Regions from separate parts of the Danio rerio genome. Here region 2 is linked to region 1. A link is a contact called in public HiCAR-type data. All regions are on one chromosome and are shown on one strand. The core of a region is the stretch at or near the end of the contact, and the rest is flanking DNA. Distances in the headings are between cores, read along the strand shown. Region 1 holds the start of tgfbr3 (transforming growth factor, beta receptor III). Region 2 has its middle 18 kb from the start of znf644b.

Evidence for each region. HiCAR-type assays count read pairs that join an accessible place to other places.
Region 2: a HiCAR-type map of caudal fin shows a contact between it and region 1, with 11 times the contacts expected there. The contact joins the enhancer-like site here to the promoter of tgfbr3 in region 1. A contact is called at or near these places in 9 of 18 Hi-C or Micro-C datasets (caudal fin, embryo, fibroblasts and 3 more) and 3 of 4 datasets of contacts at active chromatin or transcription factors (caudal fin, embryo and gastrula embryo).

Annotation. Positions count from the first base shown.
Region 1 is chr6:26,859,989-26,866,617 of GRCz12tu, forward strand. tgfbr3 (transforming growth factor, beta receptor III) reads left to right here and starts at 3,092. Exons shown (of 16, transcript NM_001311172.2): 1 at 3,092-3,262.
Region 2 is chr6:27,105,608-27,112,236 of GRCz12tu, forward strand. No RefSeq gene overlaps it. Among named protein-coding and RNA genes, the nearest start is that of znf644b, 18 kb to the right of the region's middle. Within about 2 kb of position 3,899, at least 13 of the 62 cell types and tissues checked have an H3K27ac peak or open chromatin away from gene starts, as enhancers often do. A contact at or near this core is called in caudal fin, where this site is marked.

The sequences.
Region 1 (6,629 bases), core at 1,842-4,341:
ATGCAAAAGACTTGTTTAGGATTTCCATTTTTCAATGCAGTACAATGAGTGCATTATAACGGATCATGCATTGGAATTCCCTGATATTCCATAGTTGATTTTCTTCCCAATTATATTCGATGTACCATTCATTTAATAAAAAAGAAAAAAAAAGACTGACAAAGAGAAAGAATGCAAACAAAACAAATGAAATCAAAGAATTAGGGCAGGGGAATCATGTTCGAAACTGGATTTTGTGGCATCTCTCTTTCCGTCTGTGCAGATGCTTTGAGCAGGCCTGCTTCAGAGGCATACATATGCATGAGAAGTGAAAGATGACATGAAGCCTCTGTGTACATCTTTATTGACACTCAAAAGCAGCATATCAATGTTTCCAAGACAGCAAGAAGCTCCAAAACAAAGTTTTCCATCTTGGAAGGGTGCTGTCTCATTAGTGGCAAATCACGACTCTGACATTTACACTGTAAGCAGTGCTAAAGCATTTCCATTTCCTTTAGAACGGAGCAGAACATTTCACTCAGACAACATAAGTCTGTTTGTTCACGAAAAAACAAGCCAGAAGAGGAGGCAGAGAGATAAAAAAGAAAGAAAATGCAAATGAAAAAGTAAATATATCCTGCAAAAACAAATAAACACAAACATGAAATTTAGCTTAAATACAATCATACCATTTTTGTTTTGCTTTTTCTTTTGGCTCTTAAAAGCAAATTGAACTCACATGCAATGACCAAATGCAACAGTAAACACAATAAAACGTTTTATATCACTTCAGTCGACGACTTCTTCAAGTGAATTGTTGATTGTAAAGGCTTATTAATTAGTTAATGATGTAATCAACTAAATGACTCTAAAGTCAAGATTTTGGTTAAAGAATATGTGTGTTTGTGTCTTAGAAAGGCCAAACTAAAGTCAGGTCAACATGTTTTCCCTTGAATCAAATTAGTTGGCAATGACAGAGTGATCCTGCTATCACTGAAAAATGTAACAGATAAGATTTACTACATCTATGAAATCAGAGTAGAAAGTAGTCTGGATAAAGATATTACTTTAGATAACACTTAGAACCTCATCCTAATAGAGTTAGGAAATATTATTTGCTTATGTAAAATGCATTTTGTATTGGTTGTCCTTGCTTTTAAAGTGTCTTTGTTGCACATTTTATAAAGTAATTACAATTAATTCTGCATAACCCTAGACTTAACCACTTCCTAACCCTAAACATATCAAATACATATCAAAATGTCAAAATAATAGTACATTGCAATGAATTCTGATTTGTATCAAATGAGGTTTACATCTATTTAAAGGATCTAAATGTTATAGTTGTCTCTCTGAAAAATTTAATTTTCTGATTTAGGGTAAGGATCAGAACATTTGTCTGGTAGTTGCTTGAGATTGTGGCATCAGTGGCTTCACTTCAAATGAATTTATGATTATGATGAGCACATTTCCAGGCTTTCAAAATAACAAACATAGTAAAATGTATTACATTAACCTTATGTTCATTAAAATGCAAGACAATGCTTCACAGAAAAGAAATGCATTTGAATATGTATGGATGAATAATCATATTTTGAGATATTTTGGAATGTACATTATTTAAAATACAGCAATCCACTAATTTTATTGTAGTGGTTTATGCAGTTTTGTTCAAACATCTTTATTGTCATTTTTATGATGTTTAAAAATTGGCTGGATGTGGTGTGTGAAAAATGTTAAAGGAACAAGATCATTCTCAAAAGCTTAAAAAATGACAAATTCCACTAAATAAAAGGTCTGTTGAGAGGAACTAAAAAGAAGAATGGCAGAAGTTGCCTAAAAATAAATGTGCCATGCTTGTAGCATCATGCTCAAAAAGACTTGAGGTTCTAATTGGTGACAAAGGTGTTTATTCATTTAAAAAGCAACAAAAATAAATGAGCTTTCAAATGAACTTCTTTCATGTAGGTATTATACTGTATTATTTTCAGAATTGTTAGGGAAATATGTTAATTTAATTAATTTTGGAATACGGCTGTAACATATAATGTTGAAAAAGGGTACAGATTAAACTTTCCAAATGCACTGTTTGTCAATTCCCACTCATTTCATAGCTATAATGGCAAAAAACAAACAAACAAACAAATAAACAAACAAATAAACAAACAACAACAAAATAAAGATGACGATTATTATAATAATAATGATTATTGTTATTGTTTATACTATTTAGGTAAAACAACAAACAAAAAGCAAACAATGATTCAAATAAAAATCAAACAAATAAATAATGAATAATAACAATAAATATTACGACAAAACAAAACCACAACAATAATAAATATTGTTACATGTAATAAAAATAATACAAAAACAACAACAAAATGTAATTAATAATAATAATAGTAATACTAAATATTACAACAAAACAACAACAAAAAAGATGCTACAATTAAACAACAACAACAACAATAATAACAATAAATATAATAATCATAATAATAATATCAATAATAATAATAATAATAATAACATTATTAAGGTAAAACCAGCAAATAAACAACAACAACAACGGTGATAAAAATGAAATAAAATATGAATAATAATAATAATTATCATATAAAAACATCATCAATAGTAATGTAATAATAATAATAATAATAATAATAATAATAACAGCAGCAGCAACAACGACGATGACGATGATAATAATAAAATTATTATTATTATTATCATTATTTTTATTAATTAAAAAATAAATAATAATAATAATGATTAATATTATAATTATTATTATTTATTCTTATTCTAATAGTAATAATAACAACAACAACAACAACAACAACAATAATAATAATAATAATAATAATAATAATAATAATTATTATTATTATTATTATATTTTGTTATTATTATATATGCTGTAGACAGTTGTACAAGTAAATTTAGTATCATGCCGGCGGAAGTAGAAGGGGTTTCAAGCCCACTTCATCCTCAGTTTTTTTTTTTTTTTTTCATGATAGATGTGAATCTCAACCTCCTCCTACTGGCCCCTCCCACTAAAACGCACAGAGAGACAGAAAGCGGGAGAGGTATTTAAAACTTTTTGAGAACTGTCACAGGCTTTGTCATCCCGAAAACCGTGGCGTTTGTCGCGGTATTAATTATTATACAAACAGAAGCGTATACTCGCCGCTCCTTTGCTGCACAAGCCGAAGGAAAGGTTACTACGTGAACTCCCAAAGAAACTTTTCTTCAGCACTAACTTACTGAAGATTTGGTGGTATGTCACTTTGTTTTTGCTATAGTTTTACACGTGTACATTAGCTATTTTAAGGGTGCTGTAAACTCAGTTTAGGACTCTTTTAAGAAGTGATTTGCTTTTAATCATCATGTTTACATTCGCATGCTCACTGCTCCGTTAGAAAAACGCGACGCGCAGAACTGACGTTATAGCGCTTCCAGTTTAATTTATGAAGTTTGTGTTTACTAAGCAAAGTGATATTAGTAAAGTTCGTGCACAGATGTATTCAATAAGTCATTGTCTTTAATATATATTTTTATTTAAAACTGAGCTGAAGTGTACTGGCTCTGTGCAGATGTTGTGATGTGGTCAGGATGAGCTGTGCGTTTGAACTGTCAGCTGAACTGCAGTGTGCTGTTATCCAGCAGAAAGACTCTTAATTCTCTTTTTTTTTCCTTCTTCTTTCATTAACATCAAGTCCAACTCTTTTTGGGGGATGAGTGGACTGCCCTGCACATAAATTTGATTTAATAAAATTACATAGTTCACATAACACAGGAGGTGCAGTCATGATATGGATCTCTTCCAGTTGCATGTAAAGACAAAAGCCTCTTCCCTTTACTAGTTGCAGGTATTGTGAAATTCTTAAACGGGCCGGTTAGTTTTAGAAATGACACCTTGGGGGATAGCACTATATGTGAAAAATCAAAAGTTGAAGGTGTGGAGTTGTCTTGGAATTGCTTTGGAATTGAATTGATGTGTTATTTTATCATGCAATCATTTGAGTCATGGTGACTATGGTTTTTTCATGAAAATTATCATGGTATGTGGTTATATTATCTTCTGCAAAATGTTTTTATAAGGTTGCAAAGTCTCTTTTTGGTTGCAAAGTTTCTTTTTGGTTACAGTGCTAATGAAGTTGATGTTTTAATTTGTCACTTGATTGACAGGCATCAATTTTGACAGGACCTAATACTTCAATTTAATAATAAGCCATGTCATTGTTGAACTTTACTTGTGTACGAAAACAATTTTGGAACTGTTTTGTTTCTTGTTGATGTCTAACATAAAGTTGGCTTTGAAGCAAACTCACTTACTGACCACTGGTTTTACATACATTTTTGGTTTTATTTTGTAATCTTCTCAGGACAATTTAAAATAAAAGCGTTAAATTGTAATTAAATTTAAATTTGATGTAATATTTATGACATCTGATGACCCCCCCCCCCCCCCCCCCCCACATTTAATTGACATTTTTCGAAAAACAAAAAAATCTTAATGGCATTATTTATTTATTTATTTATTTTTTTGTTGTGTCTCATAAACTGTTCTGAACATAAGACAGTACCCGTTCTTGGTTGTTTGCCATCTGTGATGCTGCATTTAGCAACAGTACCAGTTTAGACCTTTTTTAACATTAGCAGTTCAGCATAGTGGATAAATTTGGGTAATATCTTATAACCCAGTTCATAACCCATTCTTCTGATGCTTATAGTCACACATTTATAAAATGAATGGCTATAGTCGAGACCATAAGTCTCTTTCATTATTACTGGCTGACTCATCTTCTTAATGGGATATTTGTTGGGTTCATGTCTTTTTATGCCTGTTAGACATTAGATGATGTCTGCAAGTGTCTCACATGAGAAAATCCAGGGTTTACTATATAGTGAATTCCTTGGAAATAATCTAATCAGAGCACTCAAAAGTACTTTTGCCTTAAGAGACTGTTTATTCTGTGATTATTGCAGTAGAGATGAGGTGAAGATTGAAGGTGTTTTCGTGAGGACAACAGGCTTGTGACTATTATGTGACTCAAGACCCCTGTGACATGTTGATTAAGGCTTTGAGGGTTCAGCATCACTCACTTCCAGCTTATTAGTTTCTGAAAAGACAGAGGAAGTTCTGTGCTTTTTGGAGGGAACTAAATTCACTGATAATCAGTTTTGCCAGTAATGTATTACTTATACTAAAGTAATACACTACTTGCTTGTTTCTTTTTCAAAACACAAAATAAAACAAAACAACCCCAGTTACTGTTTCCTATTTATTGAACATTAACAGCTCTCATGTCAATGTATAAAGAGAAATCATGTGCAGATGTGTTGTATGTGATGTGTAAACACAGACTTAGAAAAATGTACAAAAGCTGTCTAATTTTAATTTAAAGGGGGCGTATTAGTACTGTATCTAAGGGATCCATAATCACATCTTAAAAGTAATTATTAGTACCTAAAGGATTTATATAGTTGCTTAAAAATATGTAATAAAAAGTACAAAACAGTTCCTTTTAAAATGCCCCAGTGACAGCTATTGTGCCTTTGTTTCTGACAGTGCATGATACTCATTTTGAGCTTGATTATGGTTTTTGCTCATCTCGCTCGCACAAAAAAAAAAAAAAAAAAAAAAAAAAAAAAAAATAATAATAATAATAATAAAATAAAATAAAAACAATTCAGCATCACTGAAAATGCATAAAAACTGTGAAATGCAAACTCGGAATAGTAAAGGGTCAGTTCACCCACAAATAAACAAAAATGACTCACAAATTACTCACCATCAAAGGGATCAAACCATTTGTTGAACACATAAAAATTCATTTGAAAGATGCTGTAAACATATGGCATCAATACTAGCAAGAACAAACACTATGGAAGTCAGTGGTTAACAGTTTACAACATTTTCCAAAACATCTTCTTTTATGTTCAATTGTAGAAAGAAGCCCAAGCTGGTCTGTGACAAGTAAAGGGTGATTAAGGGTTAGTAAATCATGAGAGAATTTTTATTTTTGGGTGGACTATTCCTTCAATTTCTGAAGAGTGTTAAACTTTTTCATGCAATTCAGAAAGGCAGCAACTCTGAAAGGTTCACTTCCTTCAGCCTGGGTGTTTATTCTCTTTACAGTCACAGCAAAATTCTCAGAGTAAAATTAACTCAGTTTAGATAGTATTTGGTCCCTCTCTAAATTGAGTAAACGTTAAGCTAAGGTAAGCTAAATTGTCCATAGTGTATGAGTGTGTGTGTGAATGTGTGTGTAAATGCTTCCCAGAGATGGGTTGCGGCTGGAAGGGCATCCGCTGCATGAAAACTTGCTGGATAAGTTGGCGGTTCATTCTGCTGTGGCGACCCCGGATTAATAAAGGGACTAAGCCGACAAGAAAATGAATGAATGAATGAATGTTTTACTTTATTTCTGTCAGATGTTTATAAAAATCCATATGAGATTTATTGAAAAAAAATAAATAAATAAAAACCAACAACAAGGAAAGAAATATTATTTTTTCCGATGTCAAGGTCGTGGAGAAAAGTGGTTGACTAACTTGGGCTGTTTGACTCGATTTCCAGTGTTAGTTTTTCTTGGCTTGCTATGACAAGTATTAAGAGAGTAAAAATGATCAGATTGACT
Region 2 (6,629 bases), core at 2,649-5,148, 250 kb after region 1:
GCTGTGGATCAGTCAGGCTTTAGTCCTTGGCTGTATTTGGAGCTGGGATAACTCATTCTGCTAGCAGACTTCTGACACCACTGTCTGCAGTCTGCTAGCCACTATGGACAATTTCTTTAAAACCAAATCGGTTTGTATTTGTGTTTGTTTGGCAGATTATTGAGGTCAACTGTCAAAGACTCTCATCTAACTAGATGACATCTAGCCTCCACATCTTTCACAGGAGCCAACTCAAAAACAGTCAGTTTGTTGAAAGTAGTGGACTAACAAGATATTGTTATGTTGTACGATACTTAACCCTTGTTATTCATTTTCTTTTCGGCATAGTCTCTTTATCAATCTGGGGTTGCCACATTGGAATGAACCACCAAACTATCCAGCACATGTTTTATGCAGCGGATGCCCTTCCAGCTGCAACCCATCACTGTGAAACACTCACTCCCATTTACACACATACACTACAGACAATTTAGCTTACCCAATTCACCTATAGCGGATGTTTTTGGACTGTAGGGAAAACCAGAGCCCTGGAGGAAACCCACGCAAACATGGGGAGAACTCCACACATAAAATGCCATCTGACCCAACCGGGGCTCGAACCAGCAACCTTTTGCTGTGAGGCGACTGTGCCACTGTGCTGTGCAAATTGACTACCCTTTTATTATGTTTGTTGCTGTTTTTGCCCCATTGACTTCCATTATAACCATCAATAATCAAGAATGCATGATTATATTGTGCCATGACTTGTGCCAAGTCAATTGGGCAAAATAGCCACAAAGATAATAAGGGATAGTAAATACAATTTGTCACTAAAAATCATTTGATTTGCTGAAACACAAAGAGATCTGTGGTCAAATTAAGCCTCACAATCACCCCAGAGTGGATGAAAACATCCCCAACATCACACAAAGGTTAAGGTTTATCTGCACCTTACTCGAATAGAAATAACTGCTTCACTACATTTTAAAGCAATACTGTATATGTGTTTGCTTTATCCATTTCATAAAACACACTATTTCTCTTCATTTTGTTCTGAAGTAAACATCACCCAACCCAAGACGCAATATCAATATCCAATTTGATAATGAGCTGATTCTTTTTAACAAATTGTTGACACAGTTCACACATCACACTAAACAATTCTTGATCTATCTCCATTTGTTCTTGTGTGAACTCAGATGATGGTCAAAGTAAAGTTCTCGAGAAACAATTTACTGATTTAAATGATGTGGTCTGCGTGAGTCTTACTTTCTCACAAAATTTAAAAGTCTAATTTAAAATAGCCAAGAATTGTAGATCTTCAAGTATTTCTGTTCTTTTTCTTATTAAGTTGTCTGTACTTTTTCTCAGGTAATCTTCAACTTTTATGTGTGTGTGTAATTATATTGTAACCAATGTAAATGAAGTAACCATACATTGCTCTTCACCCGATAAAGGGTTAAACGTACTTAAGGCAGGAGCACGACAGTCTTAAGAGCTTTAGGAAATACTAACAGCTGAAGCATTCCCAAAAATGACTGAAAAGGACCACTAGATGGCAGGCTGTCTCCATGACTTTACAGTGTCATCTACTAAGTTCAAGAATATGTTAACATTTGGAGATTAAAGTCTTTAAGTGTCAGAATCAAGTACTTATCAAAAGACCTACAATCAAAACTCTAAATGTGTCCTACATGGGACAATGACCTAATATGCTAAACATCTGAAATACAAATCTGATTCATTTATTCACATTTTATCATCCAAGCATCTCCTTGACAGTCTATGCAGCTGTGCATCTTAACTAATTGTATTTTTAGATGTGTAAGAAAGAAACTCTGAGCTATATTAATTGGAATGACTGAAACGTGAGGTTTCACAGCATGTTCTGGGATGAATTCAGACCCATCAGTGTTGCGCACAATCTGCTGCCTTTACGCGATGAAAGCCAAGTCACATTTGCATGTTAAGGTTTGTATATTCTAAATGTTGCATCCAGCTTTTACCAATGGGGCACTACTGTAAAAATAGATTATGAACAACTTCCGGTGAGGTGGCAAACGTAGAATACAAATGGTAGCCTACTTTGTGTGCTAATTAGCAAAGAGGTTAAATGTCTTCAGACAACTGTTTTCTTTGTAAAGTTTTAAACTCTTATGAGAGATATATAGTGGCTTCAGTAGAAATGTCAGATGCCTAAACATGATGTTTTGAAAATGACAAGCCTAAAACTATAACAGCATTCTTTCCAACAATGGAACATGTCGCCTGCCAAAAGTTGATGAACAGTTTGTTGAAGTTGTGTTCCCACATTGTTAGCAAGTTTGGAACACTAAATCATAAATGTCTACTGTTGAGGGCATGAATGTCACATCCCACTTGCTAACTTCAAAGCAAAATTTACTTTATTTTATCTTTACACTGGGAAGTGTAGGGGCAAATTTAACAGTGTTCCAAAGCTGTCATCATTCTGTGAATGTCACAGTTATAAGAGAGAAATGTTGCAACACATAAAGAACACAGGCTAAATTATTCAAAACTTACTATCATGCTAAAATACATGTTGTCGTCGAAAGCAGTAGAGCTTTTATTATGCCACAGTCAACTGCTTCTTGTTCTTTTAGTCCTGATCACACTGCGAAGATGCAGTGCTGTTTTACCATAGTAAAAGCATTTTAAGGTTCTGTTGTCATGCAGCTCAGTGCAGTTTAATAATATAAAAACATATTAAAGCAACATAATAAGCATATCTATGGTGTTTTTTTTTCTCCTGTTTTCTATAAAATCCAACTGAAAAATTTATTTGTGATGTCATTAGCATAGTGACATATAAATATATAACAAAAAGCAAAATCCTTGTTAAATCTCATCTTTTGTATTAGGGTTTTACAAAATTAAGAATAAATCTTTATTTAATATTTTTTTAATTGGTACAATAGAGAAATATTACATTTATTTTCCTTATGTGGTGACTTGGGGAACTTGTTAACTTACAAACAATTTATGGAAATTCATCAATTTCATATCCCATATAAGAAATTTAACATTTTTGTATTGTATTGTATTGTATTGTATTGTATTGTATTGTATTGTATGCTATTCCTAAATAATTAATACATCCAACAAAAATTCATATTTCGTATATAAATTAAAGAATCATAGAACCCTCCTTATTATCAGATGGTATAAGTATATATGATAAGAAATGCAACAAACTTATTCTTTCAATTCTCCAACAAAAAAAAAATCTGATCACTGCAAGAGGGAAGTCATATTGGTCAGCGTTAATACAAGATGTTGATTGGAAAAGAACATGGCTTAGCAAAGCAAAGGGAATTCATTATAAAATTCTACACAAAATATACTCGGCCAGTGCGTTTACCTCAAAATTTACTGATGTTGCAGATACTTGTTCTTTCTGTCAGGAAAGTGAGGAAACTTTGACTCGCATGTTTTTGTACATGTAAAATCTCACAAAATTTTTGGTCGAATTTACACAATAATTTGAATAAATCACAATCTAAACTAAACTTTTGCACTTTAAGGTGAGTTAGGATTATCAAATTTGTTTCTGTTATGCCTAATAGCAGAATAATGAGAGAGATATTTTTTGAGAAATTGTTACAACTTTTCTTGAAAGTTGTTTGCAAAGTGCAGATGGTCTGTGCAGGCAGTGAAAGTGTCATGTCATAGTAAAGCAGATAGTCCAGACAGACCTGCACTGTATCACTGCAACACTCAGTGCAGGCCTTACAAGTGGGGCCCTGTGGCCTAATTCACAGAAGAACTGCACTTTTTCTTTCTTGCTGTATTTCTGTGTGTCTTTCTCATCTACTGTCTTTCTTCCCTAGAAGGATGTGGCTGCGGTGAACGCGGAGAGTTTGAGCACTAATGATGTTTTATGGTGTCCGATTCCCTTTTTCTGGTGAGTTCCTGTTTACACTCTCACAGCTGGATAATGTCCAGGCACACTTGTGTGTATGTGTGACTATGAGCTCATTTGTTGTTCTCTTAAGGCCAATAAGGCAGATTATGTAGGATATTTAACCCTGTTCCCCTGAGAAGACAGAGGTGTTGAGATAAGTATAACACTCAGAGTTATATAGTCAGACAGTGATATGTAGTCACAGTGCAAATACACACATAAATACACATACACAGAATATTTATCAAGCATATACTTTGCTAACTTGTTTTTATTTATTTTTTGCATTTACTTATTGTATACAAATGTGTTAGACTTTTCTTAAGGAATTTTATTCCAAGTATCTGTAATTCAGCTACGTTTTATATATGAAGAGCTCAGATGCAAACCTCTAAGTGCCATATAGACTTTTCCTCTACAATGAGCATTTTTCTCTGCCTCTTGTTTTTGTTCAGTTATTTCATGTTGAAAATGACCTAAATAACCTATTCTTTGCTATAAAAGTGAAATTACTAAACCAAGACAAATAGGAGCCTGAGAAAAACGCCAATTTTAGAAGAAAATTTTAGATGGCACTTAGAGTTTTTGCATCTGAACTCTTCATATTTATATCCAAACGTAAGGATTCAAACATAATGAATCCAAACATGAATGTCAAATTTGCATATGATTTAAATGTTTGATTTGCATACATTGTCAATTATAAGTTTTTTTAGATGGGTAAAATAAGATAAAGATATTTAGTGACACATTAAACACGATCAATGCATTGAGTGACATATGATTATGCCATACAAAAGTGTGTACATGATAGAATATATTTGATGTGAGATATTAACTTTTGTCAGCTGTTTTACTGATTCATGCTGATTTTATTAGCTACAGCGACCTCTAGTGGTAAAATATCGCTAATTTTCTCTCTATAGCATGTCTCAATGTCAGTTTGAAGATAACTTCTTGCCATGTTTTGTGCTTTTGGCAGTGCAACCGCTAGTCTGTTAAGAGAGAGTAAAAGCCTTAGAGAGGGAGTGTTTATCATGCCAGAGTCTGCATTCCTGTCGTTTGCCGTATGGTCTCTGAATATGTGCAGATTTGCAGCTGGTTGTACAGGATGTTGCTTGGCTGGATGCTATGGTTTATGATGCCAATGGAAGGAGACAGGGGGCGAACTACTGAAACATAATCTGTCATTCTTTTGCACAATGAGACAACCTCTTAAGAATCTGTGTAGGCTTTGTGTGTATCAAGAAGCATATAAAAATATGCATTTTTCACTTGTGAGTTTTCATTTATCATGATCTACAAACCTTGTTGAAGTTGTTTGCAGTCTTTAATGAGAAAGGTGGACATAAATGCTGAGCTGTGAAAATCGTCGCTCTCTAATATTGGCCTCGTGTTCCAAAAGCTAGGGGAAAAAAATACTGTTGACTTTGCTTTTCATGACTACACAACACCCCCCGATAAAAATCATTCAACAGCCTATCACAGACAAGATTAGGCCATAGCTCTATTAGGACAGTTTGGGTATTATTCTGACATAGAAAAAAATCATCAGTGTCCATATTCAGATAAAACAAAGCTACTCATATATTTTAATATAAAATATTTTTGGTTTCTTTCTGTTGAAACAGCTCAGACTTACATTTTAGTCTGGGACTGTTGGTTTAAACCTGGTTTGTGAAACCAGCAGATAGTGTACCAACTTGGTACTAGGTCACAAAAAAAAAAAAAAAAAAAAAAAAAAATATATATATATATATATATATATATATATATATATATATATATATATATATATATATATATATATATATATAGTTGTGCTAGACACAATAGGACACATTGTCGGACAGAAAACAGAGAAGACTTCAGTTCAATTGAGTCCTTTATTAAATGATGAACAAAGGGCTGAGGAACGGCAGCTGCATGGAGCTGGTCACAGCAGATGAGGACTTGGATTCCACAGCAAGGTGACTGAGCAGATGCAGGTAAGCAAAAGGTTAAATGATAAATACTAATAATTGACAAGATGTAGAAAGGAATAGCAGAGTGTCCGTAAGCTTAAGAAACACAATAATTTGAGTAAGAAGACAGGGACAGTATAAGTAGAGAGGTGAATTAGATCAAATAGCAACAGGTGAGTAATGCATGGCACCAGCGCAAATTGTAAGAGATATCAGCTAAAGCATATAACAGAGAAGACCTGATCAAACCTGACCCATGACACACATACTGTACATTAAATTTGTCACCAGAACAATGTACACTATGGTGGCCGAGAGAGCGTAAGGTGCTTCAATTTAAGAAAACACACGTGCTGCAAATCCTCAGAACGCATACACATCTTTAACAAATCAGCTGTATTTTGGCACAACTCAAACAATTAGTAAAACATGCTGCATTTTCTCACAACGCAACGGAAATGGATGCCGCTATATCATGACTATTGCTCATTGAAGTGAGTGATCTTTGAAAGGGGAGTTTTTTGTTTGTTTATTTTATTATCCCAATTCTCATGTCTTAAGCATTTATTAGCCTTGATAACCATAACTTAAATAGCCATGTCAGTCACATTTTTGGGTCACCTTAAAACATTTCTGTTGTGTTGTAAGAAAATGCAGCGGATTTTCATAAAGTGTTTGCATTGTGAGGAATGCAGCACGTTTTATTAATTGTTTGAGTTGTGTAAAAATGCAGCTCTTTTTTTAAAATGTGTATGTGTTAT